7 separate regions of the Mus musculus genome follow, and all the other regions are linked to region 3. A link is a contact called in public ChIA-PET, Hi-C and HiChIP or PLAC-seq data. All regions are on one chromosome and are shown on one strand. Each heading gives the region's core, a stretch centred on a gene start, on an enhancer-like site or on the middle of the called end of the contact. The rest is flanking DNA. Distances are from core to core; before and after follow the strand shown.

Evidence for each region. Hi-C and Micro-C count contacts between places; a contact is called where the count stands out from the background. ChIA-PET counts read pairs in DNA pulled down with a chosen protein or histone mark. HiChIP or PLAC-seq counts read pairs in DNA pulled down with a chosen protein or histone mark.
Region 1: a contact with region 3 is called in a BATF HiChIP or PLAC-seq map of CD8 T cells, with 7 read pairs. The contact joins the enhancer-like site here to the promoter of Klf7 in region 3. A contact is called at or near these places in 5 of 39 promoter capture datasets (3T3-L1-derived adipocytes, the C10 cell line, HPC-7-derived erythroid cells and 2 more), 2 of 484 Hi-C or Micro-C datasets (Th1 cells and group 2 innate lymphoid cells), 5 of 115 datasets of contacts at active chromatin or transcription factors (CD8 T cells, bone marrow-derived macrophages, embryonic stem cells and 2 more) and 1 of 9 other capture datasets (adipose tissue).
Region 2: a contact with region 3 is called in an H3K4me3 HiChIP or PLAC-seq map of bone marrow-derived macrophages, with 4 times the contacts expected there. The contact joins the enhancer-like site here to the promoter of Klf7 in region 3. A contact is called at or near these places in 1 of 39 promoter capture datasets (liver), 2 of 15 datasets of contacts at CTCF or cohesin (both in the NIH/3T3 cell line), 2 of 484 Hi-C or Micro-C datasets (the N1E-115 cell line and bone marrow-derived macrophages), 19 of 115 datasets of contacts at active chromatin or transcription factors (acute myeloid leukemia, bone marrow-derived macrophages, craniofacial prominence and 11 more) and 1 of 9 other capture datasets (macrophages).
Region 4: a contact with region 3 is called in an H3K27ac HiChIP or PLAC-seq map of stem cell-derived neural progenitor cells. The contact joins the enhancer-like site here to the promoter of Klf7 in region 3. A contact is called at or near these places in 4 of 39 promoter capture datasets (the 3T3-L1 cell line, hippocampal neurons and second pharyngeal arch cranial neural crest) and 11 of 115 datasets of contacts at active chromatin or transcription factors (astrocytes, craniofacial prominence, embryonic basal ganglia and 8 more).
Region 5: an RNA polymerase II ChIA-PET map of memory CD8 T cells shows a contact between it and region 3, with 40 read pairs. The contact joins the enhancer-like site here to the promoter of Klf7 in region 3. A contact is called at or near these places in 3 of 39 promoter capture datasets (the 3T3-L1 cell line, hematopoietic stem and progenitor cells and liver), 1 of 484 Hi-C or Micro-C datasets (cerebral cortex) and 6 of 115 datasets of contacts at active chromatin or transcription factors (bone marrow-derived macrophages, differentiating embryonic stem cells, effector CD8 T cells and 3 more).
Region 6: a Hi-C map of cerebellar granule neurons shows a contact between it and region 3, with 2.3 times the contacts expected there. The contact joins the enhancer-like site here to the promoter of Klf7 in region 3. A contact is called at or near these places in 6 of 39 promoter capture datasets (HPC-7-derived erythroid cells, embryonic stem cells, frontonasal cranial neural crest and 3 more), 3 of 15 datasets of contacts at CTCF or cohesin (the NIH/3T3 cell line and large pre-B cells), 6 of 484 Hi-C or Micro-C datasets (the 3T3-L1 cell line, the HL-1 cell line, cerebellar granule neurons and 2 more), 28 of 115 datasets of contacts at active chromatin or transcription factors (SST interneurons, acute myeloid leukemia, bone marrow-derived macrophages and 17 more) and 2 of 9 other capture datasets (adipose tissue and embryonic stem cells).
Region 7: a contact with region 3 is called in an H3K4me3 HiChIP or PLAC-seq map of neural progenitor cells, with 4 times the contacts expected there. The contact joins the enhancer-like site here to the promoter of Klf7 in region 3. A contact is called at or near these places in 5 of 39 promoter capture datasets (the 3T3-L1 cell line, 3T3-L1-derived adipocytes, the C10 cell line and 1 more), 1 of 15 datasets of contacts at CTCF or cohesin (the NIH/3T3 cell line) and 6 of 115 datasets of contacts at active chromatin or transcription factors (bone marrow-derived macrophages, embryonic basal ganglia, embryonic forebrain and 3 more).

The regions. Positions count from the first base shown.
Region 1 is chr1:64,548,759-64,551,458 of GRCm38.p6, reverse strand. Creb1 (cAMP responsive element binding protein 1) reads right to left here. Exons shown (of 9, transcript NM_009952.2): 2 at 489-610. The coding sequence starts at 602. Among named protein-coding and RNA genes, the nearest start is that of Creb1, 17 kb to the right of the region's middle. Within about 2 kb of position 1,263, at least 17 of the 459 cell types and tissues checked have an H3K27ac peak or open chromatin away from gene starts, as enhancers often do. A contact at or near this core is called in CD8 T cells, where this site is marked.
Region 2 is chr1:64,389,027-64,391,726 of GRCm38.p6, reverse strand. No RefSeq gene overlaps it. Among named protein-coding and RNA genes, the nearest start is that of Gm35803, 110 kb to the right of the region's middle. Within about 2 kb of position 1,331, at least 3 of the 459 cell types and tissues checked have an H3K27ac peak or open chromatin away from gene starts, as enhancers often do. A contact at or near this core is called in bone marrow-derived macrophages, where this site is marked.
Region 3 is chr1:64,119,950-64,122,714 of GRCm38.p6, reverse strand. It overlaps Klf7 (Kruppel-like factor 7 (ubiquitous)), which reads left to right and starts at 1,326. Exons shown (of 4, transcript NM_033563.2): 1 at 1,326-1,815. The coding sequence starts at 1,714. Gm35880 (a long non-coding RNA gene) reads right to left here and starts at 1,148. Exons shown (of 3, transcript XR_373464.4): 1 at 1,044-1,148.
Region 4 is chr1:63,819,533-63,822,232 of GRCm38.p6, reverse strand. No RefSeq gene overlaps it. Among named protein-coding and RNA genes, the nearest start is that of 4933402D24Rik, 52 kb to the right of the region's middle. Within about 2 kb of position 1,427, at least 50 of the 459 cell types and tissues checked have an H3K27ac peak or open chromatin away from gene starts, as enhancers often do. A contact at or near this core is called in astrocytes, embryonic basal ganglia, embryonic forebrain and 4 more, where this site is marked.
Region 5 is chr1:64,507,141-64,509,924 of GRCm38.p6, reverse strand. No RefSeq gene overlaps it. Among named protein-coding and RNA genes, the nearest start is that of Gm36148, 8.3 kb to the left of the region's middle. Within about 2 kb of position 1,279, at least 34 of the 459 cell types and tissues checked have an H3K27ac peak or open chromatin away from gene starts, as enhancers often do. A contact at or near this core is called in effector CD8 T cells and memory CD8 T cells, where this site is marked.
Region 6 is chr1:64,407,990-64,410,724 of GRCm38.p6, reverse strand. No RefSeq gene overlaps it. Among named protein-coding and RNA genes, the nearest start is that of Gm36148, 110 kb to the left of the region's middle. Within about 2 kb of position 1,349, at least 23 of the 459 cell types and tissues checked have an H3K27ac peak or open chromatin away from gene starts, as enhancers often do. A contact at or near this core is called in cerebellar granule neurons, cerebellum and embryonic basal ganglia, where this site is marked.
Region 7 is chr1:63,704,643-63,707,356 of GRCm38.p6, reverse strand. All of the region lies in intron 9 of Mdh1b (malate dehydrogenase 1B, NAD (soluble)), which reads left to right. Among named protein-coding and RNA genes, the nearest start is that of Dytn, 19 kb to the right of the region's middle. Within about 2 kb of position 1,391, at least 26 of the 459 cell types and tissues checked have an H3K27ac peak or open chromatin away from gene starts, as enhancers often do. A contact at or near this core is called in neural progenitor cells, where this site is marked.

The sequences.
Region 1 (2,700 bases), core at 14-2,513, 430 kb before region 3:
AAAGAACGGCTGTTATCACCTTTAGGACTGAGTTCCACACCGACCTTTGACTCTGCATTTTAGTATTAGAATATATAAATTTAGACTTTCAAATCGTCTGCACCTCAAGGTCCCAAAATAAGCTTGTGTGGTATTTAAAACAAAAATAACAAAAACAAACAAACAAACAAACAAACAAAGAAAAACAAGGCAGTTGTCATCATTGCCTTGAGAGGGCCAATTCATTTATTAACAAAAAAGTAATTATTTCTGAATCATGTCACTACACACATTATATTAATGTTTAATGATACATTTTACTAATATGTTAATTTATCATTACTTTCATTTCTAAACATAAGCTAATGCTAATACTGAACAGGAATTCTGATATTTTAAAGAAAATTTCCACTCATTCTATGTATATGTTTATTAAAAATTAAATTCTCTTGGAAACATATTACTCTTAAAAGAGATACAGCTTGGAATCTCTCCATGTATTTTTATACCTGGGCTAATGTGGCAATCTGTGGCTGGGCTTGAACTGTCATTTGTTGATTTTCAGCTTCTGTTACAGCAGCATCTCCACTCTGCTGGTTGTCTGCTCCAGATTCCATGGTCATTTAGTTACCTACAATAATATGGAAGATCGTTACGAGCACTACAGTGCTTTGTACTTGAGTGACTTTAAAGGCAAACTTCAAGTTATGAATAGGCTATGTGGTGGTTAAGTTAGCAAATGCACTTAAAAATCTAGCTAAAACAGAATGCAGCTGATCTTTTACTCAACTTGCTCAAATCTGATTAGCTATAAATCTTAGTAACTTCAAATAACAAAAACAAACAATGAAGAAATACAAAGTCTTCTCTGTGTGTTTCTTCCTAATAGGAAATGAGGAATGGTCCCTGTCTTGATTGGTCCCTTACTAGCCAGGAGGCCAGAGGAGGCAGCAAAGCTGATTTTCCCAAGCTGCACCAGCCAGGTTCAGAAAGAGTGTAGAAAGCAGGAGTGAAGTCAGGCCTGAGGTCTGGCTTCAGATCCCTCTAGGCATTTCTTCCTATCAGAGCAAGAAGAGCAACTGTAAGCTGCTCCCTAGAAGGTAACTGGTAACAGGACAAATCAAGTAGGGCACAGAGGTAAAAAGGAAAATATATGGCCAGAGCCTAATCAGAGACTTCAAACACTGCGAAGGTCATGGTGTCCTACTCCTCACTCATGGCAGAGTACAACACGATACCTATACACACAGAGAGAAGCAAAGCAACTTTTTATGATTGTAAAATTCTGGATAAGTCAATATTGGACTCTTGAACTTTTAAGACCTTGTTTTGCATACCTGTGGAGTTCTCTAACACCTCTCAGCAGCAAGATTCAAGAGAGAAGAACTCCTAGGTGCAGAAGTTAAATGCACATTTTACTAAGCTTTCAGATAACTGGGGAAGCAACCCTTTCTAAATTTTGGGGACAAGAAAAAAGGGAATACCTCTATAGTGTATCCTTCTTATAGCTCAATGCCTACATATTACCAGACAAGATGAACTTACCATGAGTGGTATCTATACTCATCTCTCATAAACCAGAGAAATCTCAATGCTTTACCAAACAACTCTAAAACTAATCAAAACAGACATTCATCCTTATAATCATTATATACTATTAAATGTATCCAATATTTAACATGTCATTATTTATAATACTTTAAATTTAAGATAAAATGCCATTTCAAAAATTAATATAAAAAGTTAGAAATACCAGTATCCATAAAACATAGATGACAAAGAAAAAAGATCAGCAGACTTGTCAGCATGGGTATTAAAACAGTCATCAAGCTCATGAGGCACTGGGAGAAGTAACTGCCAAGACCACCACGAGATCGTGCAAAATGCAACTCTGAGTCAATATGAAACCCTCAACAGGCAGTTTACAAAAAAAAAGTAGTTCAAAGGTATCTGGGATAGAATTTTGGTGTTTTGTTTTCTTTTGTTTTTAAAACCACAAAACTAGAAACACTATTTTTAGGAGGGATATGAAAAGAATTAATGCAGTAAAAAGAAGCCTGTCTACAATGTAATGACATTAAATACAGTGGAATCCCACTTATAATTAAAAAAGAAGTGTGAAGGTGTGGCCACAAAAAGGGTGTGGGGAATTAAACACTAAGCTGGAAGTGGGATCTATAAAAATCTTTTATAGGATGGCAAGTCTCATCATCTGGTACTCTTTTTACATCCTTTAATATCAGCACTGGTTGAAGACTATTTTCCTTCTAGGAAACATAGATTCAAGAGTGTTTGTATAGTTTAAGCAATAATTCAATAATTCACCAATACAAAAACTGTATTTCAACAGTGATTTGGAGATATCCACTGACATTTTCTCAAACCTCACTTTTTAAAAAAAAATTACTGAATTATTTTTTATATGCATTGGTGTTTTGACTGCATGTATAACTGTGTGAGAGTGTCAGATCCCCTGAAACTGGAGTTACAGACAGTTGTAAGCTGCCATGTAGGTGCTGGGAATTGAACCTGGGTCCTCTTAACCACTGAGCTATCTCTCCAGCCCCCTCACTTTTTCTTTTTTAAGTAAAAGTACTTATTTTGGCTGAACTGTTTACTCTGTTTTTATAAATGAAGGAAAAACAAATAATGTAGTTATGAAAATTTATAAAATTATCATATCAGTTATACTAATTTTTTTAAAAGAAACATAGTACGTAA
Region 2 (2,700 bases), core at 82-2,581, 270 kb before region 3:
TGTAATTGAGAAAATCTATCAAATGTCCTGACAGCTGCTCCGGCATTTCCAGAAGCGATAAAACTGGAATTTATTTCACTCCTAGAAAAAGGGGCAGTATCACCTTCTGGCGGCTTTAATGAAATGCCATAAAATTCGAGGAAAAACTGTGTTGTTAAGTCATAAAAAGGCAGTCGGAAGTGGATTGCTAGAGATGCTGCAGGAGGGGTTGGTGTATCTGAAAAGTGACCATTGGGGACTGGGGCCTTTTATGGAGGTCACTAGCGATGCCTGTGGGTTTCTGATCCTGTGGTGCCTCTTGTTCATCTACTCACCTGTATAGTGTGGCACATGACTTCCTGGATCCCTGACTCTTCACAAGCCATACCCAGATCTAGGAGCCCCCAGCACCCCTTATTATGTGTGTGAATGTGTGAAACTGCATACACATTGACAGATACTTAGTCTTGGATGTTTTGCAAAATGCAAGTGTCAGCAATTGCACTCATTGATTTTCCAGTTGATTTCTGTTTGTTGGTGGTTTTTGTTGTGGCTGTTGATTTTTGAGATTGTGATTTAATTACAATGTTTATTCCTTCCCTTATGCCTCTAAGTCCTCCCATATACCCCTCTCCAGTCTCCTTCAAGTTCATAGCCTCTTTTTTCATTGTTGTTGGATATTTGTACATATATGCACATACATTCCTAGATATAACCTGTTGATTCCATATAATAATGTTTGTATATATGTTTTAGGGCAGATCATTTGGCATTGGATAACCACTTGGTGTGTTCTTCCATGGGAAGGACCATCTCTCTTGCTCCACAGATTTACTCAGTAGCCTGTGGTTCTCTGTGTAGGGTTGAGTCCTTGAGGGCTTTTCTCCATTCATTTTGGCCTGCTTTTCAGTGCATCTTTGGTTTAGCTCATGTTCGGGCAGTCACATTGGTGAGATTTTATGGGTGTAGGTGGTAGGGAATTCAGTCTCACCATTTCCTGAGCCTCTGGCTCTTACACCCCCTTACCACTTCTGCAATGTTCCCCGAGTCTTCAGAGCATTTTGTAGACTTTGGAGGAGCTCTTCTGCAATTTCTAGGAGTGGCCTGCATTTCCTTCTCTCCCAGGGAGAATTAATATGGTAAATAGGGATAGAATAGCCAACAGCTCACTATTCCTACCTTTAGGCCTGTGGGAAGCTCCTCTGGCTATGGGTTCTAGGGGCAGTAGCTGGAGCAGTCACACCCAATACAATCTTCTTCTACATTACATTCTGATTTCTTAGAGTCTGCCACCCTCTTAACCTCCACCCAGTTCCTTCTGGCCTTGGTTCTGCTTTTTGATACTTTTTGATGTGTCGTCGGCTCTTCCCTTGATGATGAGCACCCATGAGCACCACAACCATGTTGTAGTTTGAATCTTATCTTCTAGAGGCTGGGTCTCAAGACATTAGTCCCTAGTTCACAGGTGTTATTTTTGAGAGGTTGTAGAAACATGGGAACTGGGGTATAGCTGAAGGAAGTAGGTAACTAGGGCAGGTTCTTGGGGTATATAATCCTGTTATTCGTCGCGTTCTCACGACCGGCCAGGAAGAACACAACAACCAGAATCTTCTACGGCAAAGCTTTATTGCTTACATCTTTTTGGGGCCAGAGTGTAAGAAGCAAGAGAGAGAGAAAAACGAAACCCCTTCTATTTAAAAGAGAACAACAATTGCCTAGGACGCATCACTCCCTGATTGGCTGCAGCCCATGGCCGAGCTGACGTTCACGGGAAAAACAGAGTACAAGTAGTCGTAAATACCCTTGGCTCATGCGCAAATTATTTGTTTACCAACTTAGAACACAGGATGTCAGCGCCATCTTGTGACGGCGAATGTGGGGGCGGCTTCCCACAGTTCCCCCTTTTTCTTTTAATAAGAGCAAATAGGCCACCCATATTAATGAGAGTGGAGATAGAGGTCAAATCCCCAGTGTGTAGGTAAAGGAGCCATGTACAGGATTAGCTCTTAGGCTTACAGGCTTTTACCCAGAGCAACCCTGACCTGCTCCCGTGTCGTTTTGCCTGGGGGAAGGGAACTAGGACACTGAACCTTCATGAAAGATGACATGTCTCCCTAGAATAGGCTCATATATGCCGCAGAGCCTTTCCATTGCAGTGCTTAGCCTTGCAACTCTCTCGGGCTGCTGAAGCACACTCACTCTATCTCGTGCAATGAGACTAGCCTCGTGAGATATAAGAGCTGAGTGGCCAGCGACCTATTGCCTAAGCATAGATATATCAGGGGAAGCTCCATGTTCTAGTCCTGCAAGCGCCTGGGCAATAACCACCTTGTCTCTCTTAGTTTAGGCCTTAAGCTTACAGACCAATCAAAGAAGCAACACTAATCCACAGCAAAGTGTATCTCCAAATAATATTAATCCCACCCATTTTTTTAAAGAAAGAAAATGCTGAGGAGATCCAATTGGGTAATCCTTTGGTCAGCGACAGGTCCAAGCGCGTGGAGTTGACCTGAAGTCTCAATTCCCGAAGGATCTGTTTAAATTCAGCCATCCAATTCTGTAACATATACTGAAAAAGACTTTTTGACAAATTAGCTGCCCTAGTAAATTTAACATACTGAATGGAAATAACACACAATCCCGGAAACTTTTGTTCACATCCCTGCTGAGTTATTTGTCATAATACATCTAGTTGTATCTGGACAAGATCTATGAGTTGAT
Region 3 (2,765 bases), core at 77-2,576:
CAGCTTTCGGTGTATTTTGGAGAAGGCACACGAGCCATTTAAGGTCAAGCAAACAAATGGGCAACTCTTAACCACGTGCATTGCACAGGTTTCCATTTCTGAGCTTGCAGAATCTTGAGATCTTTAGAGCCCTGCTCCATACCTGCTCCATGAAGTTACTGGATAAACCTCTTGTAAGGATCTGCTAGCTAACTGCTCCCCGCTCCAGCCTGCACCCTAATTCGACCCACGCTCCCCCTATTCTCTTTCATGCACACGCTTAGATGCTGGACACCAGACTCCTGGCCAGGTTTTAGGCTCAGTTCAGAGGAAAAGGAGGGCGGTAGGCGATCGGCGGCGCGCACGGAGGCGCGCGGGCCGGGGCGGGGACAGCGTGCAGCGTCGGGGGCGGGCGCAAGCTAGTCTCCGTGCAGCTCGCCTTTGTTCTCTGCCATTGTGAGGCACTTCCTCTCTGGCACTTCATTTCGGCACCCTGTGGGGAATTCGGAACTGGCTTTTGGGCTTTAGTCTGGGGTACGTGACGCTGTCCTGAGCCTGGGCTCTCCCTTGCTACCCTTCTTCCCCATGCTTGGCGGAAGGCCGAGTGCAAAGAGCTCCTTGCCCCCGACCGCTGCGCCGCCGCTCTACCGGCTGCTCCCGCAGGAGGCATCTTAACCCAGGACCGGGACCGCACCTCCCGATCGGCCACCGCGGCAACCCGTCCCCTCGGATCTGCACTGGGTACGGGCGCCGGCGGCTCGGGCGAGCCCTGCAGCGAGGGTCGGAGGCCAGCGCGCAGCCCGAACCCGGCCGCCTAGGCGTCCCAGGAGCCAGCGCAAGTGTCGCAGCAACACTCCCTGGCGCTCAAGCTCCCCGGCCGCCTGGCGGACTCCTCTACCCCTTTATATAGCCCTCTAAAAATAGCTTGCCTCGTACCGCCTTGTAAGGCAGCAGGGAGATCCGCAGCGCGCCAATCGGCGGCTGCCGTCGGGGCCAGGCCCCGCCCCATGGTCCTCTCCGAGTGCCGCATTGGTCCTCAGTGACTTCATGAGCCCCCTGTTTACCTTACATGGTCACACGCGGCCTAATGGACGCCCTCCTCCGAGATCCCACGGCTGCGCGCAAAACGGGGCGGAGGGAGGGAGTTTGGGGAGGGGGAAGAGCAGGAGGAGGAGACAAGGGGGGGGGACTACAAACTAGCGAGGATGGGGTGGGGGGTGGGGAGGGAAGGGAAGGGGTGGGGGGGGAGAGAAGCGATCGCGAGAAAAAAAATGCAACCTCCCAAAATAAAGAGCAAAGATTGCATTAGGAGCGAACAGCGCTGCAGATATAGATGGCAGCTTCGTGTCAGTGAGTTTGCGTTCCCCTTCCTGATCCACGCGCTGGAGTGATTAGAGCCCTGGAAGGGAATTGTTACTCCCGTGAAGTCCCCTTTTCCTGGCAGTCATCTGCACTGTACACGCTGGATCCCTCTCTCCGATCCACCCCACTCACTCGCTCCTCTCTCACCTCCTCTCTCACCTCCTCTCTCTCCCTCCTCTCTCACCTCCTCTCTCCCTCTCTCCTGCATTGATTTTTTTTCTCTCCTTTTTTTAGTTGACTGAAACAAAACAAAACAAAAGGGCCACTGGATGTCTGCCTTCTTGGGGGGTGAGCCAGACAGACTGACAAACAAACAGACCCAGCTGAGCTCGGGGGAGGGTTTCTCCTCCGGTTTTGCCCGGCAGCAGCAGCATGGACGTGTTGGCTAGTTATAGTATATTCCAGGAGCTACAACTTGTCCACGACACCGGCTACTTCTCAGCTTTGCCATCCCTGGAGGAGACCTGGCAGCAGGTGAATGATTTAAATTACTTGTGTAAATCGTGTGGCGGCGGCGGAGACGCAGGGGCTGCGTTTGGTGTGGGCTTTGAGTTGAAATTTTTTTAATTAATTTTTTCTTTTTATTTATTTATTTATTTTTTGGCTGTGTGTTGTTTAAAATGTTTTGTGAAACAATCATATGCGCTTACCTCTCCACCCACCCCTAGCCCCTTAGTGTGTTGAGCTGAGCCGGTCCTAGCTGCCTGCATTTCTGTCACCAACACACATCCTTGCGCACACGTTGTCGGCTCGCTGTCCCCTAGCAGAGAATTGCTGGCGAACTTCTCGGGTTTGGAGGAGCCGGGTGGGAAGGTGGTCGAGCAATGGTTGACAGGATACCACGTTCCTAGATGCAGGAGTTCTGACCTTAGTACTTAAATCAGCTTTATCCATTTCAACTGGTCCTGAAGACCGTCAAGGGGGGTGGGGGGAAGCACGGAGTGTTTTTCCCAGTAATTTACTGAGTGTCAATAAAGAATAGGAGCTTGATTTTTAGATACAAGGTGAGCTGTACGAAGAGAAGCCAGGTGACAAAAGATGCTTAAGGATATGTACAAGGAAGATGAGAAGATATGTCTCTCTTAGGCTGACAATGTATTGTATGGTTTCTCTAGCTAATGCCTCCAGAGAGAGCAGCCTGTACTGTGTCCTTGCTTTTTGTTTGTTTGTTTGGGGTGCCTCTCAGGTTAGCACCACCTTGGACAAAGGGTGGTGTGTGCTTCCTTGCTTCCCTACTTTGTCTTAGAGGACTAGTTAAGAAAACTCCTAGGATGCTAAAGGGTACCGGTGCCAAGTTCTCTTGGCATCTCCGGGAGGTTGAAGCCTGACTGGGGACAAGTTCACTGGGCTTTGTGAAGTGGAATAAAGAAAGTGCTGGTCAGTGGAAAGTGCTGGGTCTGCTACGGAAACAGTGGTTTTTCCAG
Region 4 (2,700 bases), core at 178-2,677, 300 kb after region 3:
GCCTTGCTCAAAACAGCTTCAAGTGGGTGACAGTGATGCATATCACACCATCCAATGACCAAACTCCACCAGGCTGGAGGTCCTCATCTCTGCCTCGGTCACTGCTTCTCTTGACCAGTGTGTTCAGGGTAGTGTTCGGGTTTCATGCTTGCTAATACATTCTTCTCACTTCTGACTCTAATTCATAACTCTTCTCTCATGACTTCTGAAGGATTGGGACAATTTTCTCTGCAGCAACTTCCAGTAGTGCTATCATCTGCTATTGTGGCTATGACAAATGATAAAGCTTACTATGAGTAATTTCTTAGCCATCGTTAACCTTGCTTGGCAGAGCAGGGCCACTAAGTGCTGGCCAGCCTGCCTTCTGTCCATCCTGGTCCTCAGCTGGGTTGGGTCAGTGAATGAGTGACACAGAACATGGAATTATACTTCACAAGAAATGTCTCAGCTGCTATCTAGGCAGGCACTGTGAGCTTGGAAAATTTCCTTCCAAGTTGGGAATTAAAGGAGACACCTTACAGTTGATGGCCCTCTGTATCTCTTAATTCCACAGTCACAGATTCAACCAACTGCAGCTTGAAAATATTTCTCAAAGTGCATCTGTACTGAATATTTAGAGGCCATTCTTGTCATTGTTCCCTAAACCGTACATTCTGTTTAAGTAGGTTTATGTTGTACCCAGCATTATGAGTAACCTGGACATGAGAGGATGCCGCTGGCTATATGGAAACAGCAGGCTACTTCATATAAGGGGCTTGATTTGTTATCTGTGGGGGTCCTGTAGCCAATGCCTACTGGACACCTAAGGATAATTCATTTGTTTGATAGATGACAACGTGCTTTAAATAGAACACTTGAGGGTACTCCCAGAAGACAGCAAAAGGACAGAATGCCTCTTACTGTGACATCCCTGTTCCCTCCACATTGTGTCCCTCCCCTGCACAAAGCCCCACAGAGTTCATCCTCACCCCTTCCCTGCAGCCCTGCGCTGAGCCCAGACTGTAACCTGCTCTCCCTAGTACAAAAATGAGAGAGAGAGAGAGAGAGAGAGAGATGCCTGATCAGACCCTTACTCTTCTTTGGTATCAACTTAAATGCTTTCCTGCTCACCAGCCCTAGTTGAGCCATTCCAACCCCCACCCCACCACCAGTCACTCAAATAAGCTCTGCAGCTGTTTCCTCGGTACAGAAGATTGGCACCTGCTGTTTGTAATACCCACAACTCTCCTCACTAAGCTTCCAGGAGCTGAATGTTGTTCCAACCTGAATATCAGCACCCCAAGAGATTCTTCCTACTGGTGAATCAAAACACCCAGAGGCAACCCTGGAACGCACTGAACTTGGAAGAACTATTGGCTAAGTGAGCATATGAGAGTCACCGTAAAAGCTGGGGAAAGTCTGAGACAGGCACCACTACAAATGTATTCAGATCAGAGCTCCTGTGCACACAGCTGCTTCTATCTGTGTGCTATGTGCTGTGAACAAAATGGAGTAAAACAAGCTGATAGTTAATGTGGCCTTAGCCCTGGGGTTCACAAGAACTCACACTTTTTATTTAACAGAGCTGGGGGTGAGGGGTGGGGGCAGGGGGAGGAGAGGCAAGAGCCAAGTACAAGTGAGACGAGGCCTGTGTTCCAGAATCTACCTTCAGCTGCCACAATGACTGAGAGGCTCCTGAGAGATAGGGGAGTCAGAGCCAGGAATGAGCTATGGCTGTTGGAGAAACAGATCAGATCCAGGAATGGGTAAAAGAGGTAACTTTTAGGATTAAGTGGGGCCAGATTACACTTGCCCAAGTCAATATATGGATTTCATTTCCCTTGCTACAGGATGTGCCCAGGTGTTTCAAACAGCCAGGGGATCTGAGGGTCTCTCAGTCTTCAAAGAGTGTTCTGGGTGCTATATGGGGAATGGAGAACAGAAGGATGTCTGTAATCGAAAATAATGCCTATATGCTTATAGGGCTAGGCTGTTCCCAGGAAGAGTTTAAATGCTTCACAGGCTTCAATTCACCAAATCCTTCAATAGTCCACAACACGGCTACCAGCCCCACCTTCTCTGCGAGTGAGACAATGGAGACACGGAGAGTTCAGGAGCTTTTCAGAGGTCACACAGTTGGTAGGCAAGCTGAGCTGGTTCTCCAACCGAGGCAGTGTGAATTCAGAGTCTGGGCTCATAACAAGCAGGGTAAAATAGGCACAGTTATTCCTGCCTTCCCGACTGACAAAGGACTGCTTTGAGCTTAAAATAGCACACGCTAGTAAAGTGCTGTGAATATTAAGAAGGGTACTGTGTGAATTTAACAATGCCATTATATCGTATAAATATAACTCATTAGACAAAGTATAATGAATTGGCTCCTAATCTTCTGTATATTATGGTTAAAAGAAGCACTAATATTTGCAGCAAGAAAAACAATTAGCACATTCATTAAGTCGAGTCCTGCTTACACTTTGCTCATTAACTCTAATCATCTATGAAATACTTGAACTAAGCTAACACGTCAGCCCCAGAGCCATTAGTGCCTGTCAGCAGATAGGAGGTTTTAACTTTTAGAGAATGTTTTCATTTTACGGACTAACAAAGAGCCCAGCTCAGCCATCATCTTCCCTTAATGATATATGTGATCACGATATTGAATAGAATTTAAGCTCACAAATTGTTCTCTGTAACAGCACCATAAGCTGGGCCCTAATTAGT
Region 5 (2,784 bases), core at 30-2,529, 390 kb before region 3:
TTTCTTTCAGTTCACAGACACCCACTCTCCTTGTGCTTGCTCTATCTTACCAGAAAGTGCCAATGGAAGGTTGCCAGGCAACCACATTTGTATTCTTTGCTCGTGTCTTGCTATTTGCATTCTTTAAACATTTTTGAAATTTTAATATAATTACACCATTTTCCCCTTCCCTTTGTGCTCTCCAAGTCCTCCATCTATGTAGCCCTATCTTGCTTACCTTTAAATCCATGGCTTCTTTTTCTTTAATTGATGTTACCTGTGTCTGTGTATATGTACATATATACATATATATGTATGTATGTGTATATGTACATATATACATATATATGTATGTGTATATGTTTATATATATGTGTGTGTATGACCATATATATATATATATATACACACACATATATATATGCCTTATATATATGTACATATATACCATACACACACACACACATATACACATACACACATATAAGGTATATATGTATGTATATATAAGGTATAGGTTATATATATGTTTATACACACACACATATATATAAATATCCTGCTCAGTCTGTATAAATGTTATATTTATGTATATATCTTCGGAGCTGACCTCTCTTTGCATTCTTTTGCCATTATCTTCTGTCCTCATGATAACTCCAGTGTGTAGCCTCTCAGAAAGAAGTCTCTGGCATCATTCTTGGCTCTTCTCTATCACTTACACCCCGTACCCAACCCAGCAAGGTCCAAAAATCCAGAATCTGCCTTCCGTTGTTCATACTATTTTGGCCGGCGGCAGCAGCAGTATCTCTCACCTATAATTACCCCTTAACAGGTTTTTCTCCTTTTGGCTTGGCCACACAGCAATTCTATTCTCAACACAGTGACCGGAATAAATTTCAGAACAGTTAGACCATGGCTCTCCTCTACTTATGCTCCCACTGCCTGCTTCAGGCAGAATAAACGGCAGTCTTGGTCAAGTCCTATAAGGCTCCCGCCTTGCCTCTCCTCCTTCTGCGTTCTCAGACCCTTTGCTCCACACCTCCTGGCCTCTTGGACGTTTCTCAATCATGCAGTGTGTATTTCCGCTAGAGAGTCTTCACTCCAGTTCTTCCTTCTCCCAGCACCTGTAGAATTAACTTCTTCCTAATTTGCTTCCTGTCAGTATGAACAACATCATGGATGACACCAACTTGGGGAGGAAAGGGTTTATTTCCATTTATAGGTTACAGTCATTTAACAAAGGAAGCCAGGGCAAGAACTCAATGCAGGAGCTCTGTGGTTGAAGCAGAAACCGCAGAGGACTCTTCTGACTGAAGCTGTCAATCTCTTGTTCAGCTCCTTCTCTTATATAGCCCAGGTTCACCTGCCTAGGGACAGTGTACTGGCCTCTCCAATAGTAAGTAGTTAAGTAAATACCTTACAGACACAGGCCCAACTGATCTAGGCAATTCTTCAGTTGTGAATCCTAGGAGACTCTAGGTCTCTGTCAAGTTGACAGCTGAAGCTAACTATGATATTGCAGCCTTTGTCAATTTTGACATGCAAACACATAACTTTATAACCTTTCTTTTCTTTTTTGACTACAAGATCTCATATTAATAACACAATATAAAACATAGTCCAGTTTTAAAAGCCCCATAGTCCTTAAAAAGTTCAACACCTTAAAAGCTCAAGGTCTCTAAAAATTCAAAGTCTCGGGCTGGAGAGTTGGCTCAGCAGTTTAAGAGCACTGACTGCTTTTCCAGACATCCTAGTTCAAATCCCAGCAACCGCATGGTGACTCACAACCATCTGTAATGTAATCCAATGCCCTCTTCTGGTGTGTCTGAAGATAGCTACAGCGTACTCATATACATAAAGTAAATAAGTCTTTAAAAAAAATTCAACTCTCAACTAGGTTCCTATAAAATCCAAAATAAGTTACATACATCCTGCAGAAAGGAAGGTTTATTTTTGCTTACAGGTTACAGTCTATGATCAAGGGAACCCAAGAGAGAAACTCAAGGGCAGGGTTTTGAGAGGAGAATCCACGAGGAATGCTGCTTACTGGCTTGCCACCCTTGCTATCTTGTTCAACTATCTTGCTCATATAGCCCATGCCCACCTGCCTAGAGATGGCACACCACAATGGGATGGACCTCCTATATTAGTCAGCAATTAAGAAACTGTCTCATAGACCACATGACCACAGGTCGACCTGATCTAGTCAATTCCTAAGTTGAGGTTCTCTCTTCTTGGGTTACTCTGTTTATGTCAAGTTGACAGCCTAAGGTAACTATGACAACTCCCCCACTTTCTTCTAAAATTTGCTTCAATTTCCAGTCTTACCTGAGACACACTGTACTAATCAGGGTTCTCCAGAGTTACAGAACGTATGGAATGTCTCTATATATTAAAGGAAATTATTAGACTGACTTACAGTCTGCAGTCCAACTAACCCAACAATGGGCAACTGAATGGGAAGTCCAAGAATCCAGTACTTACTCAGTCCCACGAGGGTAGGTGTTTCTACTGGTCTTCTGTCTAAACTGGAATCCTGAAGAAGTAGGTCCCAACAGATGTGCTGGCAAGTAAGTGCAAGCAGGTGAAGAAGAAGGCCTTCCTTTTCCCGTTGTCCTTATGTGGGCCTCCAGAAGAAGGTATGCACCAAATTAGAGGTGTGTGCCACCACATCTAGATTTGGAACTTGCTCTATCTCAGGCTGGCTTTGAACTCAAGAGATCTCCTTGCCTCAGTCTCCTGGGATTTGAGATGTGTACTACCTTGCCTGGGCCTAAGCTTTTCAAGGCTGCTATGCCTCAAGCT
Region 6 (2,735 bases), core at 100-2,599, 290 kb before region 3:
AGGGTAAAATGGAAGCATCATATTTTGGAGGCGACAAGAAATCCTCATAATGGAATTGGGAAATGGGATAAGGAAGAAGAGGAGGCTAACAAAGATTACATTACCCAGATGTTCTTATTCATTCTTCCTAGACTCTCTGGGAGAGAGGGTAAGACACAAGTCAGGGGCTGGAGAGGTGGCTCAGTGTTTAAGAGCACTTACTGTACCTCTAGAGGCCCTGTGTTCAATTTTTAGCACCCATATGGTAGCTCACATTATCTGTAACTCCAGTTCTAGGGGATCATGTATGGCACCAGGCATATACATGGTACACATAAATGTGCATGCAGGCAAAATACCCATGCCCATAAAATAAAATAAATAAGTCTTTAAAAGTCCAAAACAAAACCCATACATAGCTCAGGCTTATTCCAACTCAGAGGTGAGAAAGAAGAAATGTTTGTTTGTTTTTTTCTTTTGTGAGACAGAGTCTTTGTACATTTCTGAGGCTAACCTAAGACTCAAGTAGTACAGGCTCACCTTGAAGATCCTCTTGCTTCAGTGTCCTGAGTGCTGCAATTATAGGTATGTATCACCACACCTGGCTGGAGCTGGGCTATTTGGTTGCACAATCCCTCTGCCTGCTGCAGAACATCCATCCATCCATCCGAAGTGGGCTCTCGTAGTCAGAGAAGCAGCAGAGCCAAGAACCATAGGTATTCACAGTTAGCATGCTTTCTTGCTTAAGGAGGAGTGGGAGGGGAGGGGACACTGCCCTAACCTGTTACAGTGGGAGAGTGGGAGGTGGAGTAGCCAGCCGGTCAGATGTGCAAAGAAGCCATCTTTCAGGGTTTCCCTCTTAGTGTGTTAATAAAGAGTATCTCCAGGCAAGAGAAAACAGTGGGAAGCCAGCAAGTGGGAACTTTAGAACAGCCAGTTTTTCTATAAATTCTGCAAGTTAACTGGTAGCTACCCTTGGTGTGGTTTGAGAATTTTTTTTTTTTTAATTTTTATCTTTTGCAAGAGCAGAGGTACCTGATCGACAGATAGCCTCAAAGAAATCTGATTGCACAATACACTTTGAAATTATCTGTTGTGGACTCTTTCTTTTCTCTTTCTCTCTTTTTTTTTTTTTTTTCTTCACAAACCCAAGAATCCTTTAGCTAATTCTTTTCCCAGTGAAGGAGCCAATCAATGTTCTTTCAGGGGAGAAAATTACTAGAGAGCCTAGTATGTGTTTTGATGCCCTAATGAGGCACTATGAATTATCCAACCCAAACCAATTAAGTCTCAGCCCAGCTAGAAGGCTACAGAGGAGATGAGGAGACAGCATGCATTTAGGGCAGAATTAACGGCTTCCATAGCCTGGAAACAGGCTTGGGGGGAAGCCAGACCTTGGAGGAGCTCTGCTGTCCTGAGAGTTGGCAGCCAAAATGTGTTCTAGCCCAACATGAATGCTGACACATTTGCTTCTTTGGCCTTAAATTTTTTAAAATGTCTGTAAAACATAAAATATGTTTTGAACATTACATAAGACTATTAAGAGAGAGCAGATCTTGAGAACATGGTATGTCAGAGACAATAAAATAAGTGAAATGAACTGCTACTGACTGGAGACTTGACCTTGGGCCAGTTGCTCAGTCCTTTCATGTCAATCAAATAGGAAATTATAGCTCAATAATGTGGTTTTGGATTGCAGCTCAATAAGCAAGCTCTAATCTCTTGGTTATGCCTTACTGTACCACGGGAAACCAAGCGCTTATTTTCATTTTAATGGGATCTCTTCCAGTGGGCTGTGACTTTCTGAGGCATGCAGCACAATGCTTGGCTTGGTGTAGGAACTCAGGAACATTGAATAGATTGTAGAGCGAATAGTTATTCATATACTATAAGCCCAGAGGTAGCTGAATATGTGCACTATCAGCCCAAAGAACTGCCTAAATGCAATGGATTCTATTGACTTTTTATACAGTACGTGTATGATATGAAAATATATAAAAAGGGCAGGGGAGTTGGCTCAGTCAGTAAACTGTTTGCTGTGCAAGCTGGAGGGCCTTTTTGGATGTCAGAATTCAAGGTAAGAAAGGCCAGGTACATGGGTGTACAGCTCGAATCCCAAAGTGGGAGGGAGGCACAGTCCCTGAGGCTTGCTGGCCAGCCAGACTAGAAGAATCAGCAAGCTCCATTGTCTCGAAATATAAAGCAGAGTGACTACTGATGTTGACCATGTTCATATACACAAAACTACATAAAGTGATTGGTGCAGATTATGGAGAAAGGACAGCAGATTTGAACTGGTGAGGCTTGTGTGTGATGAGAACCACAACACAGGCTCTGGAGTCAGGTAGTACAAGGCTGGAGTCTTGGCTCTGCTCTCTCGTTAGGGAGCTTTATGTACTTGGCTGTAAGTTACTTCCCTTTCCTGGTCTTCAGCTGCTTCTTTTGGATTTTGTAATTTTCAGCAAAGACCATATAACCTAGAAACCTCCAAGAAGCTTTGAGAAACTGTGTGAGTGTAGCAGCACTCAGCCAAAGCTGGCCACTGGCATCCAAAAGTCTAGAGTGACGTGCAAAAGTTCTCTATCAAGTTCTCTTTAGGTCTCTTATGCCAGCTTTTGATGAATATCCAAGCAACATTTTATTTCACATACCCCTTTCCTGCCTTTATGATCCACCCCTCTATGTCCTGGCTCCATTTGCAATATACAAGGTTTTTTTTTGTTGTTTGTTTGTTTGTTTTTGTTTTGTTTTGTTTT
Region 7 (2,714 bases), core at 142-2,641, 420 kb after region 3:
AGTAGCTCACAACCATCTATAGCAGGATCTGATACCCTCTTCTGGTGTGTCTGAAGGCAGCTAAAGTGTACTCATATAAATAATAAATAAATCTTAAAAAAAAAAAGAATGACCAGCAAAGCATTTCTGAAGTAAAGAATAGAAATGAAGATGAAGAAGGTTTTGAGGAATCCTGTAAGTGAGCATGTCTACTGAGCAATGAACACATGTCTTTGAGCATAAGACAGAATTGGGCAAAATATGAGGATATAGAGTGATCAGCAATCATTACTTCTTATTAGAAAATGGTAACTCTGGTGACCTTTAGGAAGAGGTCACAGGTGACTAGAGAAAGGACACTTCACCTGTAGTCTCTCATGTATTCAACTTGGTTTCAATAGACATTGCTTATGAATTCAAACATAGAAAGAAATGTGTGGATGTCTGGATAGGTGGGTGTCAATGTTTCCCCACCACTGGAGAGGAAAGGGATGAAGCTACAGGAGAGTAGGTAGATGAGTCCTCAGGACAGAATACAGGGCCAGTCCTAAACTAGGAACATGTTTAGTGTTAAGTCTGGAGGAAGAGACAATGATTGCAGATGGAGGTACCTGTGCAAGCAAAGAAAGTGCAGAACAAAGCAGGAGACAAGGCCAGATCCAGAGATTCAGAGACCACAATGAAGAAGGGCAGAGTTTGAAATAGCTACTTTTTAAAAGGATAAACCATTCAGAAAAGGTACGGGGAGTTCCTTGGAAGTCAGAGATCAAAATTTGTAGGGAGTCCAGTGTGTGGTTGTGGGATTCCCTAAAAACAATGCCCAGCTGCCTGGATGCAGAGGTGGAAGGTGCCCCCAAATATTAGCCTGGGCATCCATCCCAAATATTAGTGTGTACCTCCATTCCATTCTGTGAGAATGACAACACTCAATGCTGTGCTCCAAAACTTATTCTGAGGTTTCTCATGCTGCCTTTATTTGGAATAACGAATTGTCTCTGAAAAGTTTTCTTCTTTTTCTCGATATTCTACTCCTTTGCTTACTTAGGCTTTAAATAGTTGCTGAGGTGATTTTTCCCATCAGCACGGAATGTGGGATGGAGAATGAGCTCAGTCTTGTTGTTCACTTGGCATTTGAGGAGGAAGAGGGCTAAGGCAAGGAGGTGAAGATAACTGAGAGAAACATTGACTCTGGCGGGTTTATACCACATAAGGAAGAAAAGGCTAACTAGGAATCAAAGTCCAACCAGAGGTGATTTTTAAAAGATCTAAGACCCGATCGCTGCCGTTTCTAACCATCTAAGACAGTTGCTGTCTTTCAGAATGAACTAATAAAAAGAAACTGGCGGAAGGCTCTTGGTTCAGACCAAGGAGGATTTAGTGGAGGTGTGGGCAGAGTGTGAGGCTGGGGAATTCAGAGCTTGGCTGATGACCAAATCCCTAGGATGGAGCCAAAACAAACACAGCCCAGGGCAGAGTGGAGGTGGCGGGGGGGGGGGGGCTCTATAAGTCCAAGGGGCATCTGGTTTTAACTGGAGCTCTTTTATTTTTAAAATTTACAGCTCCTCTGGGTGGCTACCTTCTTTTGGCAGACTAGAGCTATAATTTTCTTTCTTTAGAAAGGGCTACAAAACTGTATATGACTCACTGACTGGTAGCTGGTCCTAAATTTTCCAACTATTCTTGATTATAGAGTGTCTTGTAAAAGAATGTGGTGTAGAATAGGCTGAATTTTTATTAACAGAGATCTAGATTACTTTGCTACCTTTGGACCTTTTATCGCTTACAAAAAACTAAACCCACTGCCCCAGATATTCCAAAACTCAGAAACTTAAAAATAATGAGAGACTGAATCTCTGAGCTTGGAGATCTCTGTTTTTAACTCACTGTTGAGAAGATACATGTAGGAGGGTATGACATTTCATCAATTAACTTAATACTGTTCTGGAATTTAGACAATACACTGAGTTTTAAAACATCAAAAGGCCTCTGGCCCCTCCATAGATGACAACCAGGAAGAGCCCAAGGCCATGAATGCTTGCAGACTGAGGTGGGAGGAGAAAAAAAAATGTTCCTTTTAATCTAAGAATGTGCACCAAGTTTCAAAGAAAGAAAGTTTTATTATTTTATTTATTTACATGTCAAATGTTGTCCCCTTCCCAGTCTCCCCTCTGCAACCCCCCATCCCATCTCCCTCCCCTTTGCCTCTAAGAGGGTGGTCCCCCCACTCACCCACTCCCACCTCACCCCTCTAACATCCCCCGTTCACTGCGGCAACAAGCCTCCACAGGACTAAGCACCTCCCCTCCCATTGATGCCAGATAAGGCAGTCCTCTGTCACATATGTATTGGGAGCCATGGACCCAGCCATGTATACTCTTTGGTTGGTGGTTTAGTCCCTGGGAGCTCTGAGGGTTCTGATTAGTTGGTGATATTGTTCTTCCTGTGGAATTGAAATCCCCTTCAGCTCCTTCAGTCTTTCCCTAACTCTTCCTTTTGGTTCCCCAGGCTCAGTCAAATGGTTGGCTGTGAGTGTCTGCATCTGTCTTAATCAGGTGCTGGCAAAACCTCTCAGAGTACAGCCATACTAGGCTTGACTCAAGACTAGCCAGCACAAAGGTTCTAGTCACACACACTGTGCCAGAAAAGGACCTAAGAGCCTATGATACATCAAGACTGACAATTAATTAAGCAGCTTAAGAAAATGGTTTTGTAGGTCAAAATGAAGGAAACATGAT